Regions from separate parts of the Mus musculus genome. Here all the other regions are linked to region 1. Evidence: chromatin contacts called from public HiChIP or PLAC-seq data. All regions are on one chromosome and are shown on one strand. Each heading gives the region's core, a stretch centred on a gene start, on an enhancer-like site or on the middle of the called end of the contact. The rest is flanking DNA. Distances are from core to core; before and after follow the strand shown. Region 1 holds the start of Kif14 (kinesin family member 14). Region 2 holds the start of Phlda3 (pleckstrin homology like domain, family A, member 3). Region 3 overlaps Tnnt2 (troponin T2, cardiac).

Evidence for each region. HiChIP or PLAC-seq counts read pairs in DNA pulled down with a chosen protein or histone mark.
Region 2: a contact with region 1 is called in an H3K27ac HiChIP or PLAC-seq map of embryonic stem cells, with 2.4 times the contacts expected there. The contact joins the promoter of Phlda3 here to the promoter of Kif14 in region 1. A contact is called at or near these places in 2 of 115 datasets of contacts at active chromatin or transcription factors (embryonic stem cells and microglia).
Region 3: a contact with region 1 is called in a FOXA1 HiChIP or PLAC-seq map of pancreatic cancer cells. The contact joins the enhancer-like site here to the promoter of Kif14 in region 1. A contact is called at or near these places in 1 of 39 promoter capture datasets (hippocampal neurons), 6 of 484 Hi-C or Micro-C datasets (the G1E-ER4 cell line, cerebellum, embryonic fibroblasts and 2 more), 3 of 115 datasets of contacts at active chromatin or transcription factors (extraembryonic endoderm stem cells, pancreatic cancer cells and pro-B cells) and 1 of 9 other capture datasets (embryonic stem cells).

What each region holds. Positions count from the first base shown.
Region 1 is chr1:136,465,875-136,469,833 of GRCm38.p6, reverse strand. It overlaps Kif14 (kinesin family member 14), which reads right to left and starts at 1,986. Exons shown (of 29, transcript NM_001287179.2): 1 at 660-1,986. The coding sequence starts at 1,876.
Region 2 is chr1:135,764,459-135,768,417 of GRCm38.p6, reverse strand. It overlaps Phlda3 (pleckstrin homology like domain, family A, member 3), which reads right to left and starts at 2,333. Exons shown (of 2, transcript NM_013750.2): 1 at 1,524-2,333. The coding sequence starts at 1,969. The coding sequence ends at 1,592.
Region 3 is chr1:135,850,165-135,854,123 of GRCm38.p6, reverse strand. It overlaps Tnnt2 (troponin T2, cardiac), which reads right to left. Exons shown (of 15, transcript NM_001130181.2): 11 at 3,737-3,745; 12 at 3,304-3,413; 13 at 2,682-2,772; 14 at 2,388-2,428; 15 at 1,856-2,097. The coding sequence ends at 2,052. Among named protein-coding and RNA genes, the nearest start is that of Tnnt2, 16 kb to the right of the region's middle. Within about 2 kb of position 1,618, at least 88 of the 459 cell types and tissues checked have an H3K27ac peak or open chromatin away from gene starts, as enhancers often do. A contact at or near this core is called in embryonic fibroblasts and pancreatic cancer cells, where this site is marked.

The sequences.
Region 1 (3,959 bases), core at 737-3,236:
AATCAAGTGTGCTAAGCCTCTGCATTTATGAGCACTATGTACCAAATGCAGGTGATACGGTTGATGAATGCCATTCTAGAACATTCTCTGGGGAAGCTATGAGCTTGTGTGGCTCTTTGAAAGGAAAGAAGACATTCCCAAGCACTACAAATCAAAGATTTGAGAGGCGATTGCATGAGAGAATGAAATGACTCACTCAGGGCACCTCCCCCTGCCCCTGGCCACATTAGGTCCAGGCCTCACTCTGTAGCTTTGGCTGGCTTGGAACTTGTTTCGCAAACCAGCCTGGCTTCAAATCCAAAGATCCACCTGCCTCCTCCTCCCAAATGCTGGGATTAAAAGTGTGCACAATCCTGCCTGGCTCGGTTTCTAAAAGAGGTATGTGTTTGTGTGTGTATGCCTATATATGGGTATAAAATATAGATTTTAATTTTGTATTCTATTATAAAAATAACCAGTATAACTACAATCAAAGCCTAAACACTGGTGGGCTGAAGATGTGGCTCAATTATATCTACCTACATGGGGTCTTGGGTTCAATTCCCCGTACCAAGAGAAAATGCCAATGACTTTAAAGACACTGGCTTTCTAGAAGCAGAGTCTTACAGACACATAATGACATGGAATTCTCGGCCTGAGAGCTAACACGCCGGACGTACCTTTTGCTGAAAGGCCTCACGCGCACCGCCACGGTCACCTGACTGTTCTCTACTTTTAAGGAGTCTGGCTCTGTAAAGGTCTTCTGAACTAGACTGTTTTCTTCTGGAGGGAGTGTGCTTTCTCGTGAGCTTTCCCTTTTATTTGCAAAAAGAGAACTTTTGGGCCTCGGTTTAACTCGAGGGCTTGCAATCCTGTTTTTCAGTGTGGATAAAGCTGGGCTTTTCGGTGGAGGCAGGTCATGCCTTGGTGTCCATCTGTGTTCTGGGACACATTTTACCGGGGTCCTCGATTCTGAGCTCGCGCTTCTGAATGTACTGCCATGTTTCGGGATGTCCTTCCCATTGTTTTTCGGTGTGGATAAAGCTGGGCTTTTCGGTGGAGGCGGGTCATGCCTTGGTGTCCATCTGTGTTCTAAAACACATTTCACTGGGGTTCTTGTATCTGAGCTTCCAAATGTACCGACTTGTTTAGCAGTGTCCTTGCCAGCATTCCCACGGTGTGAGTTTCTTCCTCCTGACACTGGGGTATCAGACTTGCTCTCGGTCAGTTGCACCACTAAGTGTCCTGATCTCATAGCTTCAGTCTGACGCTGGGAACCCACAGGCGCTCTACTGTTTGTGTCCTTAACTGTCACCTTTTCATTAGAGGCACCAACGGGAGGACCTGGGTCTTTGCATCTCGTCAACCCGGTGTCGTTGGAGTCTTTCACGGAGACGACAGACGACAGGACACGGGTATCATTATTTACACCCTTTGCTTCTGTCCTCGATGCCTGGGAGGCAGAGTCACTTCCTGGGTTACCTCCCACAGGATTCAATGTCTCCCACTTTCCCACATAATCCGCTCTACCGTGCCGCCGTTGTAACCTAAGACTTGTGTCTGCTGTTCTTCTGTTTCCCAACTCACTTCCAAGTAAAGACGACTCTCTGTCCCCACAAGTAGCCCTTCTCTGGAGGCTCAGTCTCCGGGGGTCAGAGGTAACAGGAGTCTCTCTTGTTTTTTTACAGGCAGAGATAACATAAGTGCTATTTATGTCGATGGTTTTACTTCCAGCATTCACGAATGGATCATGATTCTCACACTCTGACATATCTGCCTTCAAGTGCAGTTCCAGCCGGCTGCTGTGGACGAGGCCACTGGATGCTGAAATCTTCTGTGAAGAAGAAACCTCCAGGCTTCCGATGTTGTGTCTGCTATGCGAAGTGTGTACTGACATCTTGGCAGCAAGCGATTTTTAAGAGGATGTGAAGGATCTAAGCCCTTCAGATCCTTGTCGGGGTGCTGGGCATTTTGTTCTTTTCAGTTTCCAACAAAATATCTGGCCGACTACAAAAAATGAAAAATAAAACGGTTACTACAAACTTTAAAAAGAGAGAGATCTTCCTACTACAGAAGCAAACTCTCAGAGGATGCATTGGACTAAACCACTTCCCACTGCACCTCCACACAGCCTCCTACAATCTCCACCCTCGAAGGACTTCACTTGTTATTCAACAAATATCTACTGAGGGTTCCCTTAGGAGCAAGGCACCCACAGACACTGCAGACTTCAAAGACAGGACCTCCCCATCCTTATTTCCTCAGCTTAGAAGGAGCTTACAGGTGACCTTAATCTCAACAAAGTGATTCAAGAAAGGTCAACACCTGTATGTCAGCATACTTTAAGTGCCCCCAGCTTGGAATCATAGCATCTAGTCTGATTAGTCTGCAGCAAAGTAGGTTTCTGAACACTTGTCAATGTATCCTAAATACAAGAATGCCTACAGAGGAGTTTAACACGATGTCACAAAGGAGGCTACTCTTAAGAAAGTACCACAGACATTATACACTACAAACTGCGTGTGTAGCCAGGTGTGATGGTCCGTGCCTGTGATCCCAGCCTTAGAGAGGCCGAGGTGAGAGACTGGAACTTTCAAGGCCAGCCTGACACTGTCACCGATGCCCACACCCCCTCAAGTTAGACAACTACACTATCTGTCACTTCTTCATTATACAACAAACTAGACAGGCATGCGTTTACACACATATAGGTAAATATAGGCCAACAATATCTGCCAGGCATTATCTAAAACAGAACAGTGCAAATGCCACTCTTCGTCATGCTCCTTAAATGGACGTAAACAACTCTTTAAAATTGAATTCCTGAGTCTACCTTACAAAATGTCACTGATTCAAACTATTTGGACATTGTTACAATCAAGGAACAAATTACCAGAAGCTCATTTTTAAAAGTTTGACAAAGAGACATTGTAGGAAGAAAGAAAGAGTTCGAGTATAAGCATCTCCCGCTAAACTTTCAGTGAAAATACAGAACCCTCCCAATATGAGGTGAAATTAGGGACAATATATCTTTGTCTTAGAAACTAAAAGCCATTTGCTCTTTGCATAGATCAACATGATTTTTGTTTGCAGAATTTCGGCCATCAGATCTCCAAGAGGACTGGAAGGAAGACAAGAGAAGTCGGTCACGACCACAGGCCGAGGCTCCTGGCGACTCTGGCAGTCTTGCCAGGCTGTGACAGTGTACCTGGACCCCTCCAGTTCGCCGCTCCACGCTCCGCGGCGCTGTTCTCGGCTTCCGGGTGGACAGAGCGACGCCCCGCGCCCCTTGCCCGGGACCCTCGGACTAAAGGGGACCGAGCCGCACCACCCACCCAAGCACCCCGGCCTGCTGGGCAAACACCGCAACGCTCTCAGCCCACCGGCTCGCTGGGCGAGCAACCTCAGCGCTCTCAGCTCGGAGGCGCTTCCCACTCCTAAGACCTCGACACTCACCATTCCCGGCACAGGCTCCCGTGGCTGCGGCAATTTGAATGCGCGCCTCGCTTCCTGATTGGTCGCTGGGCGTAGCGTCAAGCGCCGCGCCTTCACTCCTCCCCATCCCCGGAAGTGCAGCTTCTACCGCGAGACACACCCCGCCCTATCTCCTAGGTGACGGCCCGCCCCTCCTCTGGGCGGAATTGGAGCTCAGAGCTTGGAGCTGGGCGGTACCACCAAAGGGGCGGGCACTCACCTGAAGGGTTTTCAGGAGAAGCGACAGTGCCTCATCTATCCGATCCTTTACACGACGATCTGTAGGGAATGACCATGTGCCCCCACGTTAATTATAATAACACTCTGGTATTTCATACTCAAGTCGTTACGTGATGTCGTGGACTAAGTGTTCAGATGAATTAAAGTTTTGTTTTTTAATCCTGAATATTTTAATCAAGTATTAATGTTATGCCAGTCTGTTAATAAACTTGTGAATGATCTGACAAGTAGCAAGTGGTGTGGCTGGAAGTCCAAAGCTGTTGCGG
Region 2 (3,959 bases), core at 1,084-3,583, 700 kb after region 1:
CTCAACCTGTCTACACCAGAACAGAAGGAAATAATGTGACCACTCCTGTTATCCACAGGGAACAGGTTCCATCCAGGTCATGCCACAGACACTAAAATCCGGGGGCTTCTTTCTCTAACCGGGTGTAGTTTTGCATATAACCTATGCAAACCTCCCATATGCTTGCAGTCATCCCTGTATTATTGTTAATACCTAACACAATGTAATGTTATATAAATTGTCATTAAACTATACTGTTTGGGAAATGATTGACAAGAAAAAAAAAAGGTCTGTGAGTGTTAGGGAAACATTTTTTCCCCCAAGTATTTTTTGACCAGGGATTGACTGGAGAAATGGACAGAAGGCTGATGACATGCTGTGGTCAGTGGAAGCTGCTTCCTCCAGCCCCTCTCTGCGTCCTAAGGGATCATGGTGGACCCATTCTTAGCCCAGAGGGTTTGCTTTACAGCTTCTCTATGGGGGGGGGGGCAGCAAACCAGAGTCTCAAAGGGGCTGGAACACCAGATAATCCCTAGGCTCAGTTGACCTCTGTTTGCTGGAGATGGAAGAGGAGATGGATGAGGTACTTTGGGTGGTGTAGCTGGGTTCAGAGGGACCAAAGCTTCCGTTGGAGAAGTTAAGGGCAGAATTATATAAACCCCAGCTCTGATTCCCATGAGGAGGGAGTAGTATCTGGGGAAGAGGGCACACGGCTAAATGCCATGGCTTCTAGGTTCTATTCTTGGTCCCTCCCTTGAGCCATTCTAACCACAAACCAACCCCCCCACCCCCCACCTTCTGCCTTTAGGAGGATTAAGACATCATGAATAGAGATGCATGGCCCCATCCTGTTCTCAGCCACCCATCCCTCTTCTAGCTTCTCCTCCTCTGGCCCAGCATGCCTTTGGCCAGCACTCATGGATAGGCCAGGCCTATCATCCCTGCAATGATGTCCCGGCCACATCTCACATTCCACATCTCACACTCCTTTATGCTCCCACACCTCAGCCCTGGAGCCCCAGATCCATTATCAAGAATGAGTTTTTGAAGCCATTGGCTCAGCCCAGCCTTCCACTGAGGCCCCACGTAGGGACCTAAGACAGCATGGTTTTGTTCGCAAGCCCTTATAACTCCTTCGATAACTACACCGTAGTGAGTTGTCATCGCAGTTCAACACTTACATTCTCCAGCATGCATTCATTCTGGAAGACAGTCATACAACGCAGGAGTCCTATGGTGAGTGAACCAATCTCTGAGGAGGCCTATCCCACCCGTGCTCTCTCTCCGTGCTCCCACCCATCTTCCTCTCCGACACTTGGGTTACATTAAGGACCCTCCTGCCTGGTGCCCTAGGGAAAGGGCCTGCTCTGCTCACTTGGCAAAAGGCCCGGCTTCCAAAAACACATTCTCTTCGGATCTACGCTCTGTTGGTCCCAACAACCTTCTCTGGGATCGTCCAGCTTTGGGATAGAAATCAAAGCCCCTGGTTTTCTATAGAGAGCAGAGGAGGAAGAAGAGAGAGGATTCAGTGCTCTGGGACTCACCTGACATGTCTTCTGGGCACGGAGATGGGAGAGGGGGGGCATGTCGATAAAATGATACGCCTCATGGTTTAGGACACAAGGGTCCCAGTCCCAAGACTCTGCCGGGCCCGCACAGTCTGGATGGCCTGTTGATTCTTGAACTTGACCAGGCCCAGGGTGATCTGAGCGTTCCAGCCAGGGTCTTCGAGGGGGCAGCGGAAGTCGATCTCGCCCCCGCCTTCGGTCACTAGCGTGAAGTAGATGTGGCGCCCGGTGCTCTCTACGCACTCCACGGCTTTGATGCGGGCGAAGCTGAGCTCCTTGGGCCGGCCGCCCGTGCCCTTGGCCTCGAAGAGCTGCAGCCCGCGCTCGGTGAGCACGCAGCGCTTCCGCTTCCACAGCTGCAGCAGCCCGCCGCTGCGCTTCTCCAGCACGCCCTCCTTCAGCACGGTCGCCGCCGCCGTCATGGGCACCCCGAGGTTCCCACAGCTCTGGAGGCTGCGGCGATCCCGGCTGTCCCGGCTCTACAGCGCCGGCTTCTCGCGCCCTGGAGCTGGTTGGCCTTGCTCCCTGTGCGGTCGAGCCTGCGGCCCGGGCCGCCTCGCAGACAGCGGGTACCGGGAGGCTCGTGCGATGCTACTCTCTCGCCGCCGGCTTGGAACCCTGCGCGCCGCTTCGACCTCCCCGAGCCTCTACCCGGTGCCCTGCGCCTCGCCGCCCGCACGCCCGCTCCCCTGCGCTCCGTCTGCGAGCTGGGCGGCTGCTGGCGGGATGTGCCCTTACATGTTCCACCGCTCGCCTCCTGCGCCGCCCGCCGCGCATTCCTGCCCCGCTGGCCCTCCCCTCTGCGCCGCGCACCCGCCCGGACAGGGCCCCGGGGGGCGGGGCTGCAGTGGGGCTCCAACACCCATCAGCAGCGCGGGCCCGGGAGGGGGCTGCTTTCTCAATAGCCTGCGGGCTGCCCCTTCTTAAAACACCGCTCCGAGCCCCTCACCCGACCCCCAGCCTCAACCGTTCACCCCGGCCTCACACCCGGGGCATAGCAGAAGGAGAAAGAGGAGAAGTGGGGGAGGGCCGAGGATCCTCTCCTAGAGGAGCCAGGTCATTGCTGGCCTGGGGTGGGGCCGGCTTGACGATAACGCAGTGGCACCATGGCAGGGTGGGTGTCAAATACCCGCTGCTTCTCAGAGCACGAGAGTTCTGGTCGCCCAGCCTCTGCCAAAAGCTAGTGTTGGGTCTGTCCACCATCATCAGCAGATGTCTCTCTGCTGGGCTCAAGGGAGGCTGGCCACAGATCTGACAACCTACTCTCCCACCTTTCCCTGCCTCTACTTAGGTAGGCGTTAGAAAATAGTGTGTATAAAGTGGGGAGAGAGAAATCCTGATGGATCAATGGGAAGTAGACACACGTGCTGTGGGTGTGGGGTTGTCTCACAGAGCATTGACTTGGAGCCCAACCATGCCTACTGCAGTTAGCCCTCAGCCTTGTGGCTTCTCTGCAGAGTCCACAGCAGAGAATGGGCTTCTCCTGGGACACTATGCTGAAGGGAGACAGGCTTTTCTCAGTTGACTTCAAACCTCTCCTACCTGGCCAATGGCTCTAACCTTATTCCATACTTTCATGTATCAAATGGGATAACTAATCCATTCTGATCTGGTAGGATTGTTGCGAAGAGCAACTTAGTGACCATTCGTGAAGACCCGGGACAGATCTGCCAACTCAGTTATTTCTCTCTTCCTACTATGTCTTCCATCATATAAGGTCAGAAGCCGGAGAAAGATGTCTCTCCTAGGACCTCCCTCATCTGGCCCTCTTGGTCAACCCCTCCAGGCCAAAGTTTCTTAAACACCTACTCATGGACATGTTAATCGTAAAGGTTCTGGGACTAATGATAAATAATTAGTCAGAAAGAAGACCTCTTTGTACTCACACCTCCTGTTTTGGTCCTCGGTGTCGAAAAACTAACGGGCACAGGGAGGATTCTGTTGTGAGCCGGGGGTATCCTCCCCTGCAGAACCAAGCCAGCTGTGGAGAGAAAGAGTCATCAGTTTCCCATCCAGAGCCCTGTCTGTCCCTCCCTCTGACCTTCTCCCTGTCCCTCAGCTCCCAACTCCCACAATGCCACTCCAGGAGAGAGATTAGACAGTGCCCTTAGGGACTTGTCGGCCAGCCACTATGGTGTGGCTTTCCCCTCAGCCTTCTTCTAGGGACTGCTGAGTTGACCAACCTGGCAGAATCCTGCCTTAACCAACCCTCTCTCCTTTAGGAAATGGGGGTGGGAGTGGGACCGGGAGGAGTGTCTCCATTGAGCCCATCTCTACTGCTTCCTTCTCGTTCACTGATGCTTTCTATAACTACTGGATCATTCTCAAGACAAAATTTACAGAGCCCTCCCCCATGCTTTAAATTCTCATGAGAGATAGGGCATAGTGTTTTGCTCACATTTTCTCATGAGG
Region 3 (3,959 bases), core at 369-2,868, 620 kb after region 1:
TTACACTTCCTGGTGACTGATGATAATAACGGAAAGAAAACTGTGGACTGGGGTTGGGGTGTGGGAACTACTACAGATAAAAGCCCATGACAAATATCCTCACTACAAAGAAATGGTGAGCATTTAAGGAAAAAAACAAACAAACAAAAAAAACAAACAAACAAACAAAAACTTCCCAACACCCAGATAACCTTAAGAGAAAAGATATGGTTTTGGGGATGGGGAAAGTTCAGAGCAAGGGGACAGGCTGCCTCCTGCTTCTAAGACTTGTAAACCCTCCCGCCCTCCATACATACACACATCTCTCAGTGATCTCCCCTTCTTCCCACTAGGGCTCACTAGATACACCTTCCTCCAAAAGCACTCCTGCCTGCCATGGCCACGTGAGGCCCTATCTGCTCCTTTGATACCCATCACAGCCTCTTTGTGACCCACAGAGTCCAGCATATAGTCAGAGCTCGGGACATAGCTACTGAGGAATAGATGCGATATGGTTTGGATGTGAAATACAGCTCCACCCCCACCCCCACCCCCACCCCCACCCCCACCCCCATCGCTCCACCCCACTTGCACACCAGCCTGCGTGTTTGAACACTTCATCCTCCAATGGTGACACTGCTTGGGAGGTTGTGGAACCTTCTGAATGTGGGGCCTGGCAGTCATGAGGCCCTGGAGGTGGGACTTGAGGATTATAGTCCACTCCACCACTGGTCCAGGCTGTCTGCACTTCCTGATCCACAAAGACATGGAAGAGCTAGCAGCCTCACGCTCTTCTCTGTGCTTTCCCACCATGGTGGACTATGCCCTCTGTTGTTTAAACTGTGAGCTAGAATGAACCCTTTCTTTCTTAGGTTGCTTCTGCCTGGTATTTTGTTACGGCAAACAAGAATAGTAACTAATAGAGATGAACAAGCAAAGCCATGACCACAGGCTGAGCCCCTAGGGCCGTATTGTTTCTATGCCTGTACCGTTAATATCTGTTATGGGCTCCTAGCTCAGGATAAATAGCTCAGTACAGTGGCCAGGGAGCAGGGCAAGTGATTCTTGTAGGAATAGATCCATCTAATAGTGTGTGCTAGAAGGCCTAAGTTGGGCTTAAGTTGGGCTCAGTGCAACGAGAGGTGAGTCTACTTTGCCTCAGAGATCACGGGCAAAGTTCTGAGGCAAAACTCACAGGCTGATGGATAGCAAAGAAAAAACAGGGAGAAGGGATTCCAGCAGGGAGACCTGAGAAAGGCTGGGTGGTACAGGAGAACCTTCCCGCTTGGAGGATTGTCCTAGGGAGCTGATGGACCAAGTGCTTTGCTTCCTGCTCAGAAACTATGCCACCATGCTATCCTTTTCACTCTGAGATCTTTAAGCCCTGGAAGACATGCAGATCATGGGAAAGGGGAAACTGAGGCACTCAAGCTAGGCCAAGTCCCTTGGCAGCTCTAGCCTGAACAGCTGCCCAATGAAACCAGCCTTCCTTCCTCCCTCAAGGGCTCCCTGCCCCCTCAGACAGTGGGCTCTTAGTGCCCAGGCCAGGAGGAGAAAGAAAACAGCAGCCATTCAAAGAGGCTCCATTGTTCACCAGCAAATGACTCACATGGGAACGCTCCCTCCCTGTGTGACAGGCCTCTTCCTCAGCATGCTGTTCCTGGTGACTCTCACAGGCTAAAACATAAACCCTGCCCTCTGCCCGCACCTCCCTCCGGTTCTCAGAATGTATGCACGATACTCGGCCATCGGCTTCTCCCCAGCTGGGGGGAGGGGAGAAGAAGACCAGACTGGCATAAGTTCCTCCGAGTTGGACAGATACAAGGGTCTTGATTCTCTGTAACACTCAGGGAGGGGGCGGATGAGAAACACTATTCCATATGTGCAGTGTGTTGGCTTTTTATTGCTGGCATAGTGCGGGCATAGGGGTCAGGCAGAGTACTGGCTTCTAGCTAAGCCAGCTCCCACTATCCAAACAGGAGTCTGCATTGGGTGCCAAGGAGGACCCAGAGCTGGGATGCACGGGGCAAGGACACAAGCAGGGGGCACAGCTTTGACGAGAACAGTTTCATCTATTTCCAACGCCCGGTGACTTTGGCCTTCCCACGAGTTTTGGAGCTACAGGAGAAACAGGAACCCATCAGATGGGGGATGGGGTAGCAGTTCTCAATGGGACAGCGGGCAGGGGAGGGGAGATAAGGGTTGAGATGAGCATTCTGGAGCAGGGGTGGAATACAACAACCACCTTGGACCCCCTATCCCACCCTGCACTGGGTGCTGTGCCCAAGGCTGAAAGAAGGAAGCTGTGACTCAAAGAGAGGAGAAAGCTGGGGTCAGAACCCTGACAACAGGATGGGGAGAGGGGAGGTGGGATGCATCGTGCTAAGAGAAGGGCCAGAGACACTCACACTTTCTGGTTGTCATTGATCCGGTTTCGCAGAACGTTGATCTGGGGGCGGGGGAGGGGAAGCAGGGAAGATAAATTATAAAGTTGGGGCTCATTCAAGGAGGCCTGGGAGGAGGGAGGGGGCTCAGTGTCGAAGCAAGGGTACAAACAGGGTGGAGGGAAGTATGAGAACACGGTTGGAGACGGACCAGTGCATGGATTGCATGGGGACAGGGAAAAGGGGCCTGAGGGTCAGCGGTAGCAGGGACTAGGTCAAACCAGGAGCATGGCCGGATAGACACAGTGAGCAGCTCACTTCGTATTTCTGCTGCTTGAACTTTTCCTGCAGGTCGAACTTCTCAGCCTCCAGGTTGTGAATACTCTGCCACAGCTCCTTGGCCTTCTCTCTGCAGGAGCCACAATGGAAGCGAGGTGAGGAGCGATGAAGACAGGCGTGGAGTGGCCTTGGCTGGCTTTCACCCTGGTCCTAACTCAGCCTTCACGGGCCCCAGCCTGTCCTTGCACAGTTAGGTCTGCAAAGGGTGCCCACCTCCAGCCTGTGCTCTGGACCTGACCATTCTGGAATTCTGGCTCCTAGCTACTGTGCCCAGGGTTCAGGGACAGACACCAAGGGCTGCCACAACAGAGAGCTGGAAGTTGAGGAGAAGCCCTCTTGGTACAACAGAGCATCTAGATCTGCTTTTCCACCTCCCATGTGGATGTGGCCAAGCAGGAGCTCAGATAAGAAAAGGGCCTGCTTAGTTCTCTTTCCCTGTCGCCAAAGTTCACAGGGAGGCCTGACCTGCTGAGGCCTGGTGCCAGCACTGGAGCCTGGGCAAATGTGTGAGGGAGTGCCTCCCTCTGGCGGTTTACAGTGAGAAGTGCCTTCCATCTCACTCAGGAAGAGTGCCAGGGGCCACCCAACCAACTGTCCCCACCTCAGTTGGTCTTCATTCAGGTGGTCGATGGCCAGCGCCTTCCTCCTCTCTGCCAGGATCTTCTTCTTCTTCTCTCTCTCTGTCTGTCTCTTCCCACTCTTCCGCTCTGTCTGAAGGGGATGGTGAGCAGGGACACTTGGCTAGAGATGGTTCCTCCCCGTCCCCTGACCCTCCCAATACCCTGGGGAGTAGGGCCAGATCTGCAGAAAACTGGGTTCCTCCCCTATTGCTTTAGCAGCATGACACATCATTAGCTTCTGGATCCCGGCCCCCGAGAAAATGAGGCAGGGTCAAGGAAGGGGCCTAGGTGCCTTACCAGACCCTTCTCCAGACTCCTTCCTCCCACAACTCCTCCTCGAACAAGGTGTGCTCCCTCCCAGGGGGCTCTCTAAAGCTACAGTGAGGAGGAAGAGGACTGGAGGTTTGTACCCACCTGAGCTTGCTAAACCAGGAAACCATGAGAGAAAGACCCAGAGAGAAAGACCAAGACCGCCACAGAGATATGGAGAGGAGCAGGATGGGAGACAGGAAGACAGTAAGAAGGTGATTCACTGCTCAGCAGAGACTACCTGCTATGCCAAGCATAGGTCTGGGGCTTAGGACCGTGTGGTTTGGATTGCGTTTGCCTGGCATGGTCACTGCGAGTACAGAGACAC